Regions from separate parts of the Mus musculus genome. Here region 1 is linked to region 2. The links are chromatin contacts, called in public Hi-C maps. All regions are on one chromosome and are shown on one strand. The core of a region is the stretch at or near the end of the contact, and the rest is flanking DNA. Distances in the headings are between cores, read along the strand shown.

Region 1 (6,358 bases), core at 2,860-5,359, 130 kb after region 2:
TAGACATCCTCCATCACATTATGTTTTGATATATCTTAATGAGCTGTTCAAAATAATTAGAAACATTTTTCTAATTGGTTTAACCATTTTTTTAATTGCCTTAATACCTCTTTAACTAAATTATCTTGAAACATTAGAGGGAAGTCTTGTAACTTCTAAATAGACCAGGATTTAATTTAAAACCAAAAGTAACTCTAGTGCTAAAAATCAAAGGTCATGATGCAGATAAATGTGCAACAAGTGTCTCCTGAATCAGTCTTCACAGTGTGTGGTATTCTTCATCTGTAGGTTGAAGAAAAAGTCCCAGTCAGTGGATATTACTGCTCCAGGGTTCAACCCTTTAGGTGGTGCAGGGAAGCAAGCACCACAAGCCAGCAAGCCCCCGGCACCCAAGACCCCCATCATCGAAGAAGAACAGAACAACTCAGCAAACACCCAGAAGCATCCTTCCAGAAAAAGTGAACTGAAGAGGTTCTATACCATTGGTGAGTGCAAGAGCTTTTACAAGTGAACTTGTGCCACTTGGACAGCTCTGTGGATGGATGCAGGATTTGCTCAGTTAAGTTAAATGACTCACTGTTGAATAATTGTGTGTCTTTCTGATGGTTTATGTGGACATTTTCTTATATGGTCTAAACATGGAGATGAAAGATGCAAAACTACTAAAGTCTTAAACAAAGTTGGGTAAGAAAGTGGGCTCGGTGGCCATCTATAGCTGAACAGAAGAGAAATACTTTTTCAGAGTCTAACCTTATGCATTACTATTTTCATTTTAGCCATCCTCAGCCCACACTGTTCTTATATTTTGCTTTTGTTCTTTTCATTTTCCCTCTGGGCTTCTAAGACTCTGACCCTGTTCTGTCAGGTTGTAAAAACAGTGGCTGATGTCAGCTTATCGTGGAGCCTTTATGAAGGGAGAAAGTTCTTGTATTCTGAAGAAAACCAAGTTACATTTGAGAGGTGTTTGGACTTCTCACATTGCAAACTCTAGGGGTATGGAGTCCAGAAGTAATCATATCACAACACACTAGGCTGTGAACAGGGTCTTGTAGTTATTAGGTTCCTGTGTCCCCAGAGAGAAGAGTGCTCAGGAATTTTGAACTTTGCTGGAGACTGTTATATAACGGGACTAAATCCATTGAGCTAAAAACTTCTGTATACCTGCCTTTCCAGTGGGTCCTTGAATAAGCAATTCTTCAAAAGTAACAGTTTGCAGCATTTCAGGTAAATTTAAGATGAAAAGCTTTGTACGTGGGTACACGGCAGGTAGGAAGTTGTGGATATGAAGTAAGAAGATGGCTACTTGGTCCTGCATACTTCTTAATTTGGAGAAATTTGGGTATGTTTGATCAAATAGTGGAAGCTGGGGCTTAGACAATCAAAATGCTATTGGGGAAGTTGAATATTTCTGGCACCTGAAATCCCACAGTCTCAATATGGAGTGTTTGCCTGAAATGACAATATTTTTTCTCAGGTATTTCAGATACTTACATATTTATATATTCAAACATACATTAAATATTTTATATTATACATCATAACCAGGAAAGTAGGTTTCTAGTTCTAAAATCTGGGGCATGTTCTGGTTTCTTATGAGGCATTGCTTCCTTCAAACTTGATGAAATGCCTCACGTAGGCTGTGTGCTCTTTCGGAATTTGCTGGTTGAGACTGCTTTCCATTGCTTCCCCTTCCTTGGTCTTCTCATAGCTTTCCGTGTTCTCGATGACTTTCTCCAGGCTTTAAAAAAATAATAAACATGTAGAAAACATAGTGTTCTAAGGGGTATCTATCATCAAAGACTTTTGATTGATATAAGACAGTAGAGCAGACAGGTGCATATTTCCACTTTCAAAATTTAATGTTAGCACATTTCAAAAAAATGAATCAACCAGAAAATCCCATAAGGCGTATGTCACTGCCTCTTTGCCAGGGTCCTTTGCTCCTGCTTTTTGTCACATATGCAACCTTCTATACATTTCTGATTTATGAACTGATCAGGAAGAGTAAGTGTTTTGCCTTCAGAAAATAAAATTTGTCTTATAAACTCCTTATTCCATCTAAATAAGACAAAAAGGTTGACACACTAACAAGCTTGGACCATAGTGGATAAAAATCCCAAGACTATAGAAAAATAGAAGTCTAGAAGTTAAATTTCAGGACAGAGAAGTAAGCTGTGGGTTATTTTCTTGTTGTATTTACTCTGTGTGCATGCTTGTGCACACATTTATAGGGTGTAGTTACCTGTGTATGCACACGTTTCTGCATGTGGGTATTGGGTGCACTTGTCTATGTTGTACATGCACTTGTGCATATGTATATTCGCTGTACTTACTTGTGTGTGTATGTGCTTGTGCATGTGTGTATTGGCTGTACATACCTGTGTGTATATGCTTGCCCATGTATATGTTGAGTAGACTTACCTGTGTGTGTACATGGAAATCCAGAGGTTGACTTCAAGTGTCTTTTTTATTGTTCTCCATCTCACTTTATGAAACAGGATATCACCAAGACTGGCTTATCTCTACCCGACTAAGTACAAGTGTTACAGGCATGTCCTACCACACCTAGTTTTTGTGTAGTTCATGGGGATCTAAACTCTCATGCTTGTGCTGAAAGCACTTCACCCCCTGAGCCATCTTCCCAGCCTCATGGCAAATTTTTAATTCATGAATTTGCAATGGTTTGATTTCTTATCAGTTTCAAAAACATGTTTAATTACTGTGTTGAAAGAGTTGTTTGGATTCTCAGCTTTAATTTGTCTCTGTAACCTCTCTTCTAATTTGACTCTCAAAGCATTATTTTTAAAACTAAAATATATCAACTATGTAACTGAAAGTTCATTTCATAAAACAAATCTATTTCCGTATCCCTTCATTTAAAAAGTACCGTTAGTAAAAAAACAACAGCATTTTAAAACTCCATGTGTGTTACAGTTCTCTTCTGCAATGGGGCAGAAAGAAAAGGGGATTTATTAGAATGACTGACAGACTGTGGTGGACTGTCCCGTCTGCTCTTGACCAGCAAGAACAACACGACACAGTCGGATTCTTGCCTCGATACTTCTATGGGACCCCAGGCGCCCAGGGAGGCCTGCTTATATGCACCCCAGCACAGGAGAAGGCTCTGTGGCCCCCTCTGATTGGTCAGTCAGCCGGCACTCAATTTGCATGCACCCACTTGGGAAGGGTTGGCACCAAATTTGAATTGACGCCTGCGCAGTGGTGTTGTTTATGACAAAGGCAACCGGAAACCGGCACCATCTTGGAGTTGGCTTCCCACAGTGGACCACAGTCCAACAATGGCTAGCTACTGAGAGAAAGTCTAAGTTTTCAGTAATTGTTCAGTCTGCAAGTCTGGGTGTCTCAGTTGGTCTTCAGTATACTCCAGAATCCCACAAAAGTGGACTCTAATGCCGGTGAAGGAACGGACTCTCCAGTGTGAGCCAGAGGAAGCAGGCAAATAGCAAAAGTTTCTTTCTTCCTTGGTCATTATCTAGTCTGCCATGGCTGGAAGGTGTAGCCCAGATTTAAGGTGGAACTTCTTCTCTCAAAGAATCAGGATTTAGGGTGGGTCTTCACATTTCTAAAGATCCAATCTAGAGAACTCCCTCACAGGTGTACCTAGCCACTTGGCTTTTAGCTAATTGACGATGGAGTGCGGATGACAATCATGAATAGCCATCACAGGATGAATTAGGAATTTCATATTCCAGAATAAAATAAGTCCCTCTATCCTATCTCAGGTAATCCTCAGAACAATTCTGTTACACTCTGTCTATACAGATGAGGAATCATGTCTAAAAGATGCAGAAGAGGTAAACATGAACCATACATGACAGGCTCTGCAGGCAAAATTCGTTCCCCATTTTAGGCCTGAAGAGGCAGATCTGTCATTGAACAGGAGGACAGCCATTCCTCATAGGGGTTGAACAGAGATAGTCTATGGGTGACATAGTACAGTGACATTTCTAGAGGTAACACAGTGTCCTAAATAATCTCATGGAAAGAAACTGTACCCATCAACCTGTAGACCAGCCAGCCAATATGCCCTTTCTTTGCAGGGTACCTTTCAGTGTCTCAATTCAGGATTTGTACAACTGAAAATCCCAGGGATCCCTCTGGTGGTACAGTGCAGTACTACAACTAAGTCGATCCCTGGCCCTCTACAATTCACTGTATTTGAATCAAGCTGGAAGAATTTTTATTTTAAGAAAAGCTAGAACAATTTGAAATGCCTCTTTAGGTTAATGAGAGATGTAAATAGCTTCTCTAGGAATTGATTTTTGACCTCAGTTATCTTTCACAAACTTCTGTATAGCATCTATTTCCTACTGAGAGAACCTTAAGAAATAGATTATGCCTTCTTTGCACACATGGCTGTCCTTAATTAACCCTAATAGAAGGTGTTCATTAAAAGTAGCATCATATCAAAAATTGATAGCATGCAAACTCACTTTTTATAGAACAATCAGTCTTTGAATTCGTATAATAAAATTTCACTTATTTAGAATAAGTAGAGGGAAAGCTAGCTACTCTGTCTATATGAAGCCTCAATCTTCATTTGAACCTTTAAAAAGTAAAAATAAGTCACTAGATGAGTACTGCATTTTAGGTAAGAATGTCTCACTCTCCCCTCTCCCCTCTCCCCTCTCTCCCCTCTCCCCTCTCTCCCCTCTCCCCTTTCTCCCCTCTCTCCCCTCTCCCCTCTCTCCCCTCTCCCCTCTCTCCCCTCTCTCCTCTCTCCCCTCTCCCCTTTCTCCCCTCTCTCCCCTCTCCCTTCTCTCCCCTCCCCCCCCTCCCCTCTCTCCCCTCCCCCCCCCCTCTCTCTCTGTGTCTGTGTATTCTGCTCTGTTCTGCCCTAGACAGCTTCTCTTGCTACTCATAAAACTCTGGTTGAGGCAGCTCTCTCTTCAGGTAAAAATTCTACAAGATATCTGGATAGCTCATGTTTTTCTGACCAATGTTAGAAAAACTGCTACAAAAGAACTATTAAGTCATCTGACCAAGTCAGAAATCCTGTTAAGAAAAAAACTCATCAAGAGCCGCTTTGCTCTCCAAAGATCTCCAGACTGCTCAGCTCTCACTAGCGAAAATTATAGAGAACTGCTACCACTTTCTGCTAGTTCATCCCATGAAGACCAAAAGCCATTTTTAAATTTACATATCAATTCAGTTCTTTATTCCAGGCTCCCTTTTGATTATTCTATGAATCTACATACTGGTGGCCCCAGCCCTTTGATTCTTAGGAAACAGCAAGCATAAGTTTTCTTTTAAGATAGCAAAATCATTTAGAGATCTGATTGCCTCAGTTACACAAAGACGCTAAACTAGCTGGGTGGGACCCTATCCTGAAATTACCATATGTACCACACCTGGGGCTAACCTTGCCATGTCCCAGGCTGACCTTGAACTCAGGAATCTGCCTATATTTGTATCTGCTTGCCTTTGTATCTTTCTGATAAGTTGACTCATTAATGCAACTCCCTTTGTTCCTTTAGATTCATGAAGTTCTCATAATTCATATTGCGTCCTTATTTTTGCATAGTTGAGAAATTATATATTTTCAAACTCATGTATTTAGAGCTCTTCTCCATAACCTTTAGGGCTGAAAGTCCCAGTGCTTGCCATTTGCTGAGACATAGCCACACCTTCACCTCCTGGACTCCTGCTGTCTGATTATCAAGGAGTCAATAACATTAACAGAGAAACCATTCCTCGGAGGAATGTGAAATAATATACATTGTTACACAAACAAGTGTTATGCCACTACAGTCATCAATACTGCTGGAGGCTCACACTGGGATTCTGTCCTAGGGGCAGGAACCAAGTCTCTCTGTCCCCACCAGGGCCACGCCTGCTCAGCAGCCAAAGAAAGTCAAAAGCTTGTGGGTTCAGCTGGGTGGAGTATAGTGAAATTAAATATCAGAGAGAATTTAACAAATTCTAGAATGTCTACAGTTTTTATTTTTCTAAATATAGCTGTTGTCTGTCTAGAAGAGTATAGATGTCACTTTGCCTCTGTAGAATGTCAAGATTAGCAGACATTCAAAGTGACTTTAATCAGTTGACAGTTGAAGTATGGTCACTCAGTGGGGTCTCTCTCTCTCTCTCTCCCTCTCTCTCTCTCTCTCTCTCCCCCCCCCCAAAGACTTTAAATTCAAACTCCATTTTAGAGAACCTGACCTAAGTTTGAACTCAGGTAGACTAACTGCTAACTAGCATTAGTTTCCAAGTTGTCCCCAAGAAAGCCTGAGCCTAGCTTCAGTCTCTAGGCTAATCCCCAACAAGAGCAGAGTTTCTAGGTAATTCCCCCAACAAACCTGCACCCCCAGGTTACAAGACCTAATGGTCCCTTCCT
Region 2 (6,143 bases), core at 22-2,521:
TTAAATATATCGAGAAGAATGTATAGCACTGGAAAATATCCTCTGCATATTGTTCTTGGTAACTGAGTTCTTGAGAAATGTCAAGCTAAGAAAGGTTGAGAAGAGCTGTTGAGGTTGACACAAGATAGAGTTTCTATATTCCTACCAATCTCCAGCTACATGTCTTCACAGTTAACCAAGGAAGGAATATAGTTGACAGTTTCTTTTGGAATGTACTCAGACAATTTAGGGCGTGGACTTTCATGACTGCTTATTCTACGAGAGGATCAAAATTGTCTTGGCAGTCAGTCTATCATCAAAATTGAATTAAGCTCATTTCTCAGTCATACCATAGTGACTCACCTGCACTCATGCAAATCCACTGATCTTCATTTCATGTTTAATTTTTTTCTCTCTCTTATGGATGCTTTTTATATTAGTGAGTTCTTCATGTGGATTATGTCTTATTCATCTTGCATTTTCTTCATTAGTTTTAAGTTGGTGCGATAAGATGAACTGTAAACATAGAAGGATTTGTTAGGATCACCTTCATTTCAGAATTTTAGCACATATTTCTTAGCTCCATTAAATCTGTATCCCAGGTGAGGCAGGACACCATGGCAACCAGAGGATGTGGCTGAGGCTCCTCATCTTATGGCAGACAGGAAGGAGGTAGAGTGAATCAGCAGCAGAAGAGCGCTAGGGCAAGGCATAGCCTTGAAGGAGAAACCCTAAAGGACCAATGTCCTCCAGCTATGTTTCCACATCCCTTAATCCCACTACCTCCCAATCACAGATTTAAACTTTTAATCCATCACTGGATTAAGGTAGAACCCAATGACCTCATCTTCTACAAAATGACCCCACAGAGCACATCTAGACATGTGTTTTACTGATTTGGTGTTTCTTCATCCAGACAACTGACACTCACGATTATTCTATCACACGATCCACAGTATTTATTTTAAAGTGCTAAGTAGTTGGGCACAATAGATATTTGTTGACCTTTAACTGATCAAGGGAAAATGAACTTTAATATCATTGTAAAGTATTCGTGTAAAACTATTAGCTATTCATAGGCCGATTCCACCTCTCTTCTACTGAGTATTCATCCTTCTGTGAAGGGCACAGCATTTATAAAATATTCCAGGGTCAAGGTTACTGTGTTTTGAGTGTGGCAGCAGACTCTGATAGTTTTCTTTCAATCTCTGTTCCACCCTCCCCCATGTTAGTATGTATTTGAGCTTACAGATAGGCAGAGAAGCTGCAGCACATTCCCCTTGCTTTTGATTAACAGGGGCCAAATGACTAAGCTCTCTGATCAATAAAATTCAAGTAGAAATGTTATATGTAAACATTAGGGCACATCATCTCTTAAATTTTTCTCCCTTCTGATGGCTGGAGTGCAGACATTCAGTGGAGCTCAGCAGATAAAATAAGGTCAGGAAGAGAACACATATGTTGAGATGTGAAGGGAAGATCTTTTAACTAATGGAATGATTATTCTATTTTCCGTGGACTTCTGTGCCTCAAGTTTTTTTGTTTTTTTGTTTGTTTGTTTGTTTGTTTGTTTTTTGTTTTTGTTTTTTTTATGTAAGAGACAAATAAACTGGTCTGCTAATACACTAGGACACTGGATTTTTTAAACTTTTAACTAAGCTTTATGATAGTAATTTATGGGTATCTTCTTTAGAAATTCTTTTCAAATCTCTGTAACCAGGCTAGAATACTCTGTTGTGCCTGTATCTAACCTATGGTGGTTTTTGTAGAAAATCTATTCCATTTTATAGTAGTGACTTTTTGTATAAAGTATTATTTGGAAATAGGATTACTGTCTTAATTAAAAGTCATTCATCTTTATCCCAGACCTGTATCCGTGCTTTTGTTAGTGGATATATATATGTATATATATATATATATATATATATATATATATATATATGTAAACTTATTGAGCACACACACATATGTATATATATGTATAGGTAGGTGTACACACACACACACACACACATATGTGTGTGTGTGTGTGTGTGTGTGTGTGTGTGTGTGTGTGCTCAATAAGTTTTTATGGTTATTTTATTTATTTACATTTCAAATGTTATCTCCCTTCCCAGTTTCCCCTCCAAAAACCCCCTATCACCTCCCCCTCCCCCTGACTCTATGAGGATGCTCCCTCACCTGCCCACCCACTCCTACCTCAGCACCCTAGCATCCCCCTACACTGGGGCATCGAGCCTCCACAGGACCAAGGGCCTCTCCTCCCATTGATGCCAGATAAGACCATCCTCTGCTACGTATGCAGCTGGAACCATGGGTCCCTCCATGTGTACTCTTTGGCTGGTGGTTTTTAGTCCATGGGAGCTCTAGGGGTTGATATTGTTGTTCTTCCTATGAGGTTGCAAACCCCTTCAGATCCTGCAGTCCTTCCCTTAATTTCTCCATTGGAATCCCCATGTTCAGTCTGCTGGTTGACTTTGAGCATCCACATCTGATTTGGTCAGGCTCTAGCAGAGCCTCTCAGGGGACAGTTATACCAGGCTCCTGTCCGCAAGTACTTCCTGCTTCTTGGTGTCAGCAATAGTGTCTGGGTTTAGTTTCTGCACATGGGATGGATCCCTAGCTGGGTCTGCCTCTGGATTCCCTTTCCTTCAGCCTTTGCTCCACTCTTTGTCCCTGCATTTCCTTTGACAGGAGAAATTCTGGATTAATATTTTTGAAATGGGCTGGTGGCCCCATCCCTCAGCCAGGGGCCGTACCTATCCACGGGGTATGGTCTCTACAGTTTGTATCTCCCCTTTGTTGGGTATTTCAGCTAATATCATCCCTGTTGGGTCCTGGCAACCTCTTGGGTCCCTGGTATCTGGGACTTTCTACTGGCTACCCCCAGTTCCCCATCCACCTCTGCTGCACACCTATTTTCAAATTCCTGACCCACTGTACTTCTCCCCCAGCATATGAACCGGCCCCCCTTTTCCCTCCACCTCCTCTCTCCCTCCCAGAACCCTCCCTCCCTTTACCTCTTAAGTGTGTTTTCTTCCCCCTTCTGAGTAGGACTGATGCATCCATACTTTGCTTTTTCCTTCTTCCTAGGTTTCATATGGTCTGTGAGTTGTATTTTGGGTATTCTGAACTTTTTTTGACTAATATCCACTTATCAGTGAGTACACACCATGTATGTTCTATTGTGGCTGGGTTTTCTCATTCTGGATGATATTTTCTGGTTCCATCCACTAGCCGAGAAATTTATAAAGTCATTGTTTTTAATAGCTGAGTAAAACTTCACTGTGTAAATGTACCACATTTACTGTATCCATTCTTCTGTTGAGGGACATCTTGGTTGTTTCCAACTTCTGGTTATAAAGAAGGCTGCTATGAATATAGTGGAGCATGTGTCCTTGTTATATGTTGGAACATCTTTTGGGTTTATGCCCAGGAGTGGTATAGCTGGGTCCTCAGGTGAAACTATTTCCAATTTTCTGAGGAACTGCCAGGCTGATTTCTAGAGTGGTTATAATATCTTGCAATCCCACCAGCAATGGAGGAGTGTATGTCTTTCTCAACATCCTTGCCAGCATCTGCTCTCTCCTGAGTTTTTGATCTTAGCTAATCTGACTGGTGTGAGGTGCAGTCTCAGGGTTGTTTTGATTTGCATTTCCCTGATGACTAAGAATGTTGAATATTTCTTTAAATGCTTCTTAACCATTCGTGATTCCTCAATTGAGAATTTTTTGTTTAGCTCTGTATCCCATTTTTAATAAAGTTATTTGGTTCTCTGGAGTCTAACTTCTTGATTCCTGTGTATGTTTTATCAGATGATTTCATCTGATAATGTATCAGATGCATACTCTATCAGATATGTAAGGTTGGTAAAGATCTTTTCCCAATCTGTTGGTTGCCATTTTGTCCTATTGACAGGGTCCTTTGTCTTACAGAAGCATTGCAATTTTATGAGGTGCCATTTGTCAATTGTTGATCTTATAGCATGAGCCATTGGCGTTCTCTTCAGGAAATTTTCCCCTTTGCTGACATGTTCAAGGTTCTTTCTCACTTTCTCTTCTATTAGATTCAGTGTATCTGCTTTTATGTGTAGGTCCTTGATCCACTTGGACTTGAGCTTTGTACAAGAAGATGAAAGTGCACTAATTTGCATTCTTCTATAAGCAGAGTTGGGATTTTGATGGGGATTGCATTGAATCTAAGGATTGCTTTTGGCAAGATGGCCATTTTTACTATATTAACCCTACTGATCCATGAGCATGGGAGATCTTACCAACTTCTGAGGTCTTCTTCGATTTCTTTTTCAGAGACTTAAAGTTCTCGTCATGCAGATCTTTTACTTGCTTGGTTTGAGTCACATCAAATATTTTATATTATTTGTGACTATTGTAATGGGTATAGTTTCCCTAATTTCTTTTTCAGCTTGTTTAACCTTTGAGTAGAGGAAAGCTACTGATTTGAGTTAATTTTATATCTAGGCATTTTGTTCATCTTGTTAATCAGCTGCAGAAGTTTTCTTGTGCATTTTTGGGGGGGGGGTTGCTTATGTATACTATCATATCATCCTCAAATAGTGGTATCTTAACTTCCTCCTTTGATGTCCTTTTGTTGCCTAATTGCTCTGGCTAGAACTTCGAGTTCTATATTGAATAAATAGATAGGGGGAAAGTGGACAACCTTGTCTTGCCCCTGGTTTTAGTGGGATTGCTTCAAGTTTCTCTCTGTTCAGTTTCATGTTGACTATTGGTTTGTTGTATATTGCTTCTATTATGTTTAGGTATGGGCCTTGAATTCCTGATCTATCCAATACTTTTAACATAAAGGGGTTTGTATTTTTTTCAAAGGCTTTTTCAGCATCTAATAAGGTGATCATGTGTTTTTTTTTTCTTTGAGTTTGTTTAAATCGTGGACTACATTGTTGGATTTCTGTATATTGAACCATCCCTGCATTTCTGTATCCCTGGAATGAAATCTATTTGATCATGGTGAATGATCATTTCGATGTGTTATTGGATTCTGTTTGTGAGAATTTTATTGAGTATTTCTGCATCAATATTCATAAGGGAATTTGGTCTAACGTTCTATTTCTTTGTTGGGTCTTTGTGTGGTTTAGGTATCAGCATATCTGTGATTGATAGAATGTATTTGGTAGTGTTACTTCTGCTTCTAATTTATGGAATTTGAGAAGTATTGGTATTAGGTCTTCTTTGAAGGTCTGATAGAATTTTGCTCTAAAACCATCTGGCCCTGGGATTATTTTGGTTGGGAGACTTTTAATGTCTGTTTCTATTTCTTTAGGGGCTATAGGACTGTTTAGATGGTTTATCTGATCCTGATTTAACTTTGGTACCTGATATCTTTCTAGAAAATCAACCATTTCGTCTAGATTTTCCAGATTTGTTGAGTATAGACTTTTGTTGTAGGATCTGATAATTTTTTAAAAATTTCTTCAGCTTCTGTTGTCATGTCTCTCTTTTTATTTCTGATATTGTTAATTTGGATACTGTCTCTGTGCCCTCTGGTGAGTCTGGCTAAATGTTTGTCCATCTTGTTGATTTTCTCAAAGCACAAGCTCCTGGTTTTGCTGATTCTTTGTATAGTTTTCTTTGTTCCTACTTGGCTGATTTCAGCCCTGAGTTTGATTATTTTCTGCCGTCTACTCCTCTTGGGTATATTTGCTTCTTTCTGTTCTAGAGCTTTCAGGTGTTCTGTTAAGCTGCTAGTGTATGTTCTCTCCAGTTTATGGAGCCACACAGACCTATAAGTTTTTCTCTTAGCACTGTTTTCATTGTGTCCCATAAGTTTGGTTATGTTGTACCTTCATTTTCATTAAATTCTAAAAAGTCCTTAATTTCTTTTTCTTCCCTGACCATGTTATCATTGAGTAGAGAGTTTTTCAGCTTCCATTATGTATCTGGGCTTTCTGTTGTTTTTGTTGTTATTGAAGGTCATCCTTAGTCTATGGTGGCCTGATAGGATGCATGGGCTTATTTCAATATTCTTGTATTGGTTGAGGCTTGTTTTCTGACCAATTATATGGTCAATTTTTTGAGAAGGTACTGTGAGATGCTGAGAAGCTCTTGTTTTAGGGTGAAATGTTTTGTAAATATCTGTTAAATCCATTTGGTTAGGATCTTTTGTTAGTTTCACTGTGTCTTTGTTTA

What was found. A called contact is a pair of places that touch in the nucleus more often than the background predicts.
Region 1: a Hi-C map of pancreatic cancer cells shows a contact between it and region 2, with 2.0 times the contacts expected there. The contact joins two enhancer-like sites. A contact is called at or near these places in 5 of 484 Hi-C or Micro-C datasets (the HPC-7 cell line, nephron progenitors, palatal mesenchyme and 2 more), 1 of 115 datasets of contacts at active chromatin or transcription factors (embryonic stem cells) and 1 of 9 other capture datasets (embryonic stem cells).

What each region holds. Positions count from the first base shown.
Region 1 is chr15:41,653,177-41,659,534 of GRCm38.p6, forward strand. It overlaps Oxr1 (oxidation resistance 1), which reads left to right. Exons shown (of 17, transcript NM_001130166.1): 3 at 289-485. Among named protein-coding and RNA genes, the nearest start is that of Oxr1, 210 kb to the left of the region's middle. Within about 2 kb of position 4,110, at least 18 of the 459 cell types and tissues checked have an H3K27ac peak or open chromatin away from gene starts, as enhancers often do. A contact at or near this core is called in pancreatic cancer cells, where this site is marked.
Region 2 is chr15:41,524,665-41,530,807 of GRCm38.p6, forward strand. The region is part of intron 1 of Oxr1 (oxidation resistance 1); the gene reads left to right. Among named protein-coding and RNA genes, the nearest start is that of Oxr1, 80 kb to the left of the region's middle. Within about 2 kb of position 1,272, at least 3 of the 459 cell types and tissues checked have an H3K27ac peak or open chromatin away from gene starts, as enhancers often do. A contact at or near this core is called in pancreatic cancer cells, where this site is marked.